Regions from separate parts of the Gossypium hirsutum genome. Here regions 1 and 2 are each linked to region 3. The links are chromatin contacts, called in public Hi-C maps. All regions are on one chromosome and are shown on one strand. Each heading gives the region's core, a stretch centred on a gene start, on an enhancer-like site or on the middle of the called end of the contact. The rest is flanking DNA. Distances are from core to core; before and after follow the strand shown. Region 1 has its middle 7.3 kb from the start of LOC107900432. Region 2 holds the start of LOC107900457. Region 3 holds the start of LOC107944655 (putative oxidoreductase TDA3).

Region 1 (2,755 bases), core at 212-2,711, 190 kb before region 3:
CCAATTTAAACCTTTCTTTGAGATTATCATATCATGAAATTGAGCAATCAACCAAGAACTTCGATTCCAACTTGGTGATCGGGGAGGGTGGATTCGAAAAAGTCTATCAAGGAATGTTTCGTGGCATGAAAGTGGCTGTGAAAAGGAGTGAACCAGGACATGGCCAAGGCCTTCTAGAGTTCCAAACCGAGATAGTGGTCTTATCTCAAATTCGCCACCGTCATCTTGTTTCCTTAATCGGATATTGTGATGAAATATTTGAAATGATACTGGTCTATGAATTCATGGAGAAAGGAACTCTTAGAGATCATCTCTATTATTCAACAGTCGATTTTGAGAAATCATACAGTGCACGTTCTGAATTATCTTGGAAGCAAAGACTAGAAATTTGCATCGGTGCAGCTAAAGGCCTTAATTACTTGCACACAGGTGCAGCTGAAGGAATCATTCACCGTGATGTTAAGTCAACAAACATCTTGCTTGATGAACAGCTTGTGGCCAAAGTTGCTGATTTCGGTCTTTCAAAATCAGGCATTCCTGATGTAGAACAAAGCGTCGATGTAAAAGGAACCTTTGGTTATCTTGACCCTGAATATTTTATGTCTCTACAGTTGACAGAAAAATCCGATGTGTATTCTTTCGGAGTTGTACTCCTAGAAGTCCTTTGTGCTAGGCCAGTGGTCATCAACTCGAGTAGGAGGGAGGAAGTGAACTTAGCTGAATGGGGAATGCATTGGCTGAGGAAAGGTCAACTTGAGAATATTATTGATCCAATGCTAGTGGATACTATTAATCCCAACTCATTTAGGAGGTTTGCTGAAACAACAGAGAAGTGTTTGAAGGCATATGGTAGTGAAAGGCCAATCATGCGTGATGTTTTGTGGGACTTGGAATATGCATTACAGCTTCAGCTTACTCCAATCAACAGAGGCCCACTTGAAGATAGTATAACCAATGCTTCATTGGAATTTTCGATGTCTGTTCTCCATCGATTATCGTCCAATAGCTTTCCAGCTGTTGATGAAGACAACACTACTCTAGTATTTGATGATACTTCAGATGTAACTGCTAGTGAAGTATTCACAGAATTGAGGATTGGTGATTCTAGATAATCTCCACTGGTTTAAAGGAGAAACCCCATTTTTTTGGAAGAATTTCAGTGGTGTAGGACAATGGGAACTCCATCAATGTACATGTTTCACTGCAATAATACAAAGTAATTTCTCATGAGTGATCTTGCTTTTAGTTTCTATATCAATCTAATAGTAGGTTAATTTCTACCAAATGGTTCTTGAAATGGTGATTGGAAGGTTACAACTATAAGTATAAATTATTGAAAGAATATTAAAAGAATATAGTTTTGATATGACTAGATTGCAAGAAGACAAGTCGTCTTTATATACATTTAAGCTTACATCAGCATCACACTGTTTCCATTGACCAGGTAAATGCCTGTAAAGCCAGAATTGTCCTCTACTGAATGAACAAAGTCTATAATTACAAGGGCATTTAAGGCATTTCCCAATGCAACACAGCTTAGAATTTTCTCTGAGCCTGTTTTGGTTCATAAACGAATTCAGGCTCCCTGTTGACTTATCTTTAATCCTTCAATAGGAATCATTGATTCATAGAATGAAATTGTTTTGAAGAAACAAAGTTTAAGAAAAAACTACAAATCAATGGGAAAGTTTCAGTGGGATAAACACCATGAGTCTTTAAGCCTTTTTCTTTATCTTGTCATTTTCTTCTCATATCAGTTGCCTTCTTCAAAATACACGCTTCCAGACAAGTATTTCATCAACTGTGGATCAAATATCGCTGTAAATGTCAGTTCCCAGACCCTTGTCAGTGACTCGAATTCTGATGTTTCATTTACGAAACAAAACAGCTTTGTCACAGACAATAGGCAGGCATCAGAAACACCACCTCTGTATCAAACTGCAAGAGTTTTTGGGAAGCAGCCTTTTTATGAGTTCAAAATCAATACTAATGGCACTTACCTGATACGCCTTCATTTCTCCAACTCAACTGATGTCTCAGATGCTATTTTCAATGTTTCAGCTTCAGGTTTTCTGCTCTTGCATGATTTCACTGTCCAAAAAATTGGCAGCTCTACTATAACAAAGGAATTCATTTTGAGCATTTCAATAGGCAAATTTTATATTTTTTATATAACAAAGGAATTGCATGGTATACAAAATGTATATAAGAAAAAAACATTTTTATTTTTTTATTTTTTGGAATCTTTTTAAATATTTATGGTATTTCATTAACGATAAATGAAAGTCAATAAGCATAACCATTGAAATCCAATTCATGCAACAATAGTAGAATAACAAATTCAATGTATCTTTTCTTTGTACAAAGATTTCTTCAAAATAAAAAGTTAACAAGATCACTAATCTCAATGTTACCCTTATCGTCTTTAACCATCTTCATAGTACTATAATTTGCGATAGAAAATGAACAGACGCATCTTTTCTTTTTGTTTTTAGTTTATCATAAATTTATGAAAATGGAAGCTTAAAATTATGAGAAATTAAATGAAAGTTTTAAGGTATGCAACTTTTTTAAGGTTCTATTTGTCTCCATGTATATGTTGGTGTGTAAAAGAATTCTAGACAAATAAATCTTAAGATATAAATAAATCCAATGATTATCTATGTTTTGCATTAACGAAAATAGTACATTAAACATTAACTAATGTATAAAAATATTTTTTATAGAGCAATCAATGAATATTATAAGATGGAGG
Region 2 (2,784 bases), core at 199-2,698, 160 kb before region 3:
AACTTTATCCAGTATTGTTAAGACAAGCACCTAGGCTTTGCGCCTTAGCATAAAAAGCAAAAGCACCTGAAACCCCTTCAAGCCAGGCGCATTCAGTAGGTACAAGCTCGGCACCCCTAGGCATGCACTTTTGTAAGGCAACACACACACAAAAAAGAAAAACTATTTTGAAAAGGGATTCTTCTCAGTATTTGAGTATACGACGACAGGCACAGGACCAAAACAAATCATGCACACCGGCCAACAAAATTAAAAGAAAATTTAGCTTGTTCACTAAACAAATTTGACCAACTTTCTGAGTTTATTATCATAAGTATAAATCTTAAGCTTATAATATACATAAGCACATACTCATCGAGACTAATAGATATACAAAAATGCACACACAATGCTTGTTGCACCTTATTTCACTCGAGCAAAAGTTCTTTTCTTTAGCGCTTCGTGCCTTAGTCAATACAAGGGTTCGGACGCGTAGAGTGCACACCTTGCCCTTAACAAAACGATCTTTGCCATCCATCAATTTGTAAAACAAATCAAACATGGATACTATAACAGAGTTCTTTATGTTCTAAGCTAAGAGCCAATACTTTCTTCCTTATACACACACACAGAAACAATCAACATTCAAACAAAAGACCAATATTCAAAAACATCTAATTACATCAAAAATATAAGCTTGGAATGAATTAGTACGCGTTATTCAAACAAAGTCATCACCTTTCTCTCTTTTTTTCTTTTTTTTTGAATTTAATGATGAGAATCCAAAATCATCAGATGAACAAGGAAAACTTTGAAAAATTGAATTTATTTTACAGAATTCTTAATTATTTACTCCATTTCAAAGAAATCAAATGCAAGAAAATCGAATCCGAACCTGTAAATATAAAAAATGAGCTCTCTGTAGAAGATGTCCGGGAACTCCTCTCTCAAGGTTCGAATAGCGTAACCCATATTCATGTAATCCTGCTTCTCCTCTTCCTCTTTGCAAGGCTTCGATCCTTGCTTCACCGGAGCCGAAAATTGTACGTACAAACTCAAGTTTTGGCTCAAACCCGAAACCGTACTGTCGACATCTTTAACACCGACCCTAGCATTGGTCCTTGACCAAACTTTCTCATCATCGTTCTTCAAAATCGCGCAGCTCCTGAGAAATTTAGGGCGGGGGGTAGGGTACCTGGGAAATTTACTAAGAGATTGAAAAAAAAGATAGATAGATAACAAAAATCAGAATGATCGAAGAGATAAAAATGGGTAGGGTACCTGGCAATGGCACTGATTTGCAACCCAAGGGGAAGGGGAAGGGGAAGGGGACGGGGAGAAAGAGTTTTCCCATGTTTTGGAAAATGTCTTACCGAAAAAAAAGTGTAAGACATTTTCCCAAAAAAAGAGGTGATTTTTTCGTGTTTTGGAAAAGCATTTACAGTGGGAGTTTATTTTCCACCAAATAAACAGTGAAAAATGACGAAAATATTTTCCAGAAAAGCTTTTACCCCCAAACAAACGGAGCTTAAATTCGGGGAGAAAAGTCAAAAGATTTTTTTTTAATTTTTTAGATTATGACATCACCATCAACGTCATTTATACAATGTATCAAAATATTATTCTGCCATGTGTCCTAGACTTAACACCGGTTAGGCTCAGGTATTGATTTAGTTGATGGAAAAGAAGTTCGAGTACCAATTTAGAACAAATAAAAACTATAATTACCAGTCTAGGAGAAATGGAAAAGTTTAAATACTAATTTTATATTTAACCCTATAATTAATTCATATCTTCATTGAATAGATTAATTAAATCAATTCTATATCAAGTAAAATTAAAATTGAAATTTAAAATTTCAACAAATTAAAAAATTTGAATTTTTTATTAAAAAATGAGTTAATATGTAAATTTCTCATTATACTTTAAATGGAAATTAAAACTTATCCCTATATTTCACTTTAATGATATTTGACATTATCCTTATAAATAAGAGATAAATTTGTCATTATATTTTAATTCTATATTGGATTTTGTGCTTTATTTTTATTTAATTGAATTTGCCATTGAAGTTAAATTGTTTTATTCAATTTTACTATTCAATTTTAATTTGAAAGAATTTGAAGAAAAAAATTAATAAAAATATTTTTTATATTTTAATTTAATATTTAATAAATAAATAATTATATAATATTAAAATTAAATAAAAATCGTTATTACTTATTTTTTTCTTTTGCAATATATGTATTCCATTTTTCTTTTTCGTTTTTTATTTCATTAAATAGAATTTTCAATTTAGTTTATTATTTTTTAATATTTATAAGTTAAATTATTGCTAACTATTAAAATAAAAATTTGAAAGGATTTTTTTATCAAAATATATTTTTGTTAAAATTAACATTGATAATGACAATAGACACGATTGCGAATCAAATAAGAAAAGAAAAACAAAACAAACAAATTTTACACGGAAAACCTTTTCAAGAAAAACCACGGGCATAGAAGAAGAAGTTCACTAATGTTGAAAATCGAACCATACAAGCAGGGGCGAAGCCAGAACAAATTGTTAGGGGGGCCGGATAAAATTTTAATTTTTTATAGTTTAAATCTTTATAATTTGTAAAGGATTAAATTGAATTTTTATAATTTTAGAGGGACAAAGTGAAATTTTACCTTTACTAATTTAACATTTTGAAAAAAATTTAAAGGCCAAAAGAATAAATTTATATTTTAAGGGGGCCGGGCCCATGCTAGCTCCCCTAACTTTGCCCCTAACTATCTTATATCATACCTCAATCTATTTTT
Region 3 (2,866 bases), core at 126-2,625:
ATGGTAAGAATGACTCAAGAGGAACTGTATGCTTAAAACATGGCATAATCTTCACAAAGTCTTCAATTCTAGAAAAATATCGTCTATTTCAAAGAAAGTTCATGTTAAAATATTGTATTTTTAACTATGCTTAATGAATTGATATTAAAGAAGAAAACAAGAGATTACCTAAAATAAAAAAAATCATAATGTTAAATTTTAAAAAAATACAAATAATTGAACATTTAAAATATAAAAAAAGAAAAATTCAATGTCATTTGTCTCATGTTAGTCATTTATTGATTATTTTTGTTATCTCATAAAAATATTGGAGTATATTGGAGTAATTGTATAACATTCGACAAGTTTATATATCAAGTTGGACAAAAAAAAAGGTTTAAGTATCAAATTAGAAAAAAAATGTTAAGTTCAGATACCAAATGTAATATTAAACTTTAAAAAAATAAAAAATAAGTAGTATATGTAGGGAAAAGTAGAAATTATGTGATGGTGCGGAGATAAATTAAATTGATAATTCAACTTTTAACGAGGGTGAAAAGAAAGTTTATTTAATAAAAAAAAATTGAAGTGTCAACATTTGAAAGGGATTAAAGTTGCATAAGTGTATAAAAGACCGAATTGATAATAATGTTATAGACTGATGATTAGAATGAGAAGATAGTTGTTGATATATGTTAGGTCATTTTTCAGTGTAATCCCACATTCGACCTACAATTATTTGAAATAATTAAAAAGTAATTATTACATGAAAATATGCCAACAATTGCATAATTAATGTTAATTAAGTGGAATTAGTGGTCGTCGGGCTCTGCTCCCTCTCATTCCACATACATACATGCATCCAACTTTCCCATAATTTCATTACCTTCTCATACTTGAATCTTAAGTTTCTGATTGTGAACTAAATTACCTAATTATCCTTTATAAACAATACCAACATTCCAATCTTTCTCTCTAATTTTGCTTTTTAATCCACCTTTGCAACTGTTGTAATCAAATCAATCGTGTCAAAAGATTTCTATTAAATTGGAATTTCTCTAAACTTACCTCTCCTATCCTTACAACTCCAAATTTAATATTTTTATTTACTTATTTGGCTTGTGAGTAAATTTTTATTTTAGAAATATTATATAATTTAATTGTATTTCAATTATTAAATCAAAAGAGTAAGAAAAGTAAATACTTAAATGATTAAATTTGAAATGAGGTGAAAGTATCATTAGACCTAAATATTTGGAATTAAACCTCATGGCTATTAGATGCTAAAATTTGCTGTTTTGTTGGATATTATTATTTTTTGCGTTAGGGCAACCCACCTATGGCCAGAAAGTGGAAGTTACATGGGCTACAGATTTAGTGGACTGAATCCATTTTGATGCAACTGTGGAATCGACTATCGAATATCTGACCCATTTCCATTTGTCCAACGAAAACTGGTTACATTCCTCCTAGCTCCGTTACGCCCAGAAATTGATTCTAAATAACACGTGTCTTCAAACTACAACTTTCCTACAAAAGGCAATCGGTTAGATATCATGGCGGTCATATCATCAGCATCGCTGCTATCCATAGCCTCGCTCTTCCGACCAATCCGAAAATATCCAACACTCCCCGACCTCGTCATAACCGCCACTTCCATCCGCTGCTTATTGTCTTTATCGCAACCAATGGATGACCGGCAACAACCTGAATCGAAAAAGCGCGTGGTGGTCTGCGGGGGAGGCATAATTGGCGTTTGCACGGCTTATTTCCTTGCCAAGAAAGGCGCAGCCGTCACTCTCATTGAAAAATCTTCAGTAGCTTGTGCTGCTTCCGGAAAAGCAGGCGGGTTCCTCGCCCTAGACTGGTGCGACGGTGGTCCTGTCGAGTCACTCGCGCGTGCTAGCTTTAATCTCCACCGTTCACTCTCCGAAGAACTCAACGGCCCTGACTTGTACGGGTATCGGCCCTTGACCAGTCTTAGCATTACAGTAACTGAATCAGGGCCTTCTTCTCCGTCCGGTTCCAAGTCGTCCGGTGACTCTACGATCCCATCATGGGTCGATGGGCCGATACGTGGGCCTAGAACAATCGAGACGACGCAAACGACAGCCCAAGTACATCCTCAATTATTCACAAGAACTCTGTTAAACACAGCCGTCAAGAAATATGGTGTTGAGGTGGTGATTGGGAAACTGGAGCAGCTACATGTTGAGGAATGGCGAGTTGGATCGGTTGTACTCGAAGAGGGACGAGTTATTGAGTCGGACTCGGTCGTTCTATCACTTGGGCCTTAGACTGGAAAGTTTGAGATGTTAGCTTCAATGTTCGGAGTTTCTGGGCTTAAGGCCCATAGTATTGTTTTGGAGCCGAAAGACCCTGGTGCCATAACGCCCCATGCCCTCTTTCTTAGCTTTCATCCGCAGGGCGGCAAAGCCATGGACCCCGAAGTTTACCCTCGCCCAAACGGTAAGTACGACTGTGAATTTTTTTTTTTTAAAATTTGCATAGCAATGTTATGATAGTTGTAGTTATATAAGTAAGCGTGATTTGGAATGGTAGGGGAAGTTTATATATGTGGGATGTCAGCAGAGGAAGAGGTGCCAGATGATCCAGAGCAAATAGTAGGCAACCCAGCATCAATAGCGATGCTAAAGAGAGTGGGTAAAAGTGTTTCGAGCCATCTGAGGGAAGGAGAAGCGCGAGTGAAGGCAGAGCAAGCTTGTTTCTTGCCATGCACCGACGATGGGGTGCCGATAATAGGAGAAGTTCCAGGGATGAAGGGGTGTTATGTTGCCACTGGTCACAGTTGTTGGGGGATACTCAATGGTCCAGCTACAGGTGCTGCTGTGGCTGAGCTTGTTCTTGAGGGACGTGCTACCATTGT

What was found. Hi-C and Micro-C count contacts between places; a contact is called where the count stands out from the background.
Region 1: a contact with region 3 is called in a Hi-C map of leaf, with 2.5 times the contacts expected there. The contact joins the enhancer-like site here to the promoter of LOC107944655 in region 3. A contact is called at or near these places in 3 of 34 Hi-C or Micro-C datasets (all in leaf).
Region 2: a Hi-C map of leaf shows a contact between it and region 3, with 5 times the contacts expected there. The contact joins the promoter of LOC107900457 here to the promoter of LOC107944655 in region 3. A contact is called at or near these places in 9 of 34 Hi-C or Micro-C datasets (callus, fibers and leaf).

What each region holds. Positions count from the first base shown.
Region 1 is chrA11:65,513,365-65,516,119 of Gossypium_hirsutum_v2.1, forward strand. It overlaps the pseudogene LOC107900419. Among protein-coding and RNA genes, the nearest start is that of LOC107900432, 7.3 kb to the right of the region's middle. Within about 2 kb of position 1,462, at least 6 of the 9 cell types and tissues checked have an H3K27ac peak or open chromatin away from gene starts, as enhancers often do. A contact at or near this core is called in leaf, where this site is marked.
Region 2 is chrA11:65,547,993-65,550,776 of Gossypium_hirsutum_v2.1, forward strand. LOC107900457 reads right to left here and starts at 1,449. Exons shown (of 3, transcript XM_041081874.1): 1 at 1,261-1,449; 2 at 875-1,144. The coding sequence starts at 1,373.
Region 3 is chrA11:65,707,762-65,710,627 of Gossypium_hirsutum_v2.1, forward strand. LOC107944655 (putative oxidoreductase TDA3) reads left to right here and starts at 1,376. Exons shown (of 2, transcript XR_005905115.1): 1 at 1,376-2,448; 2 at 2,542-2,866.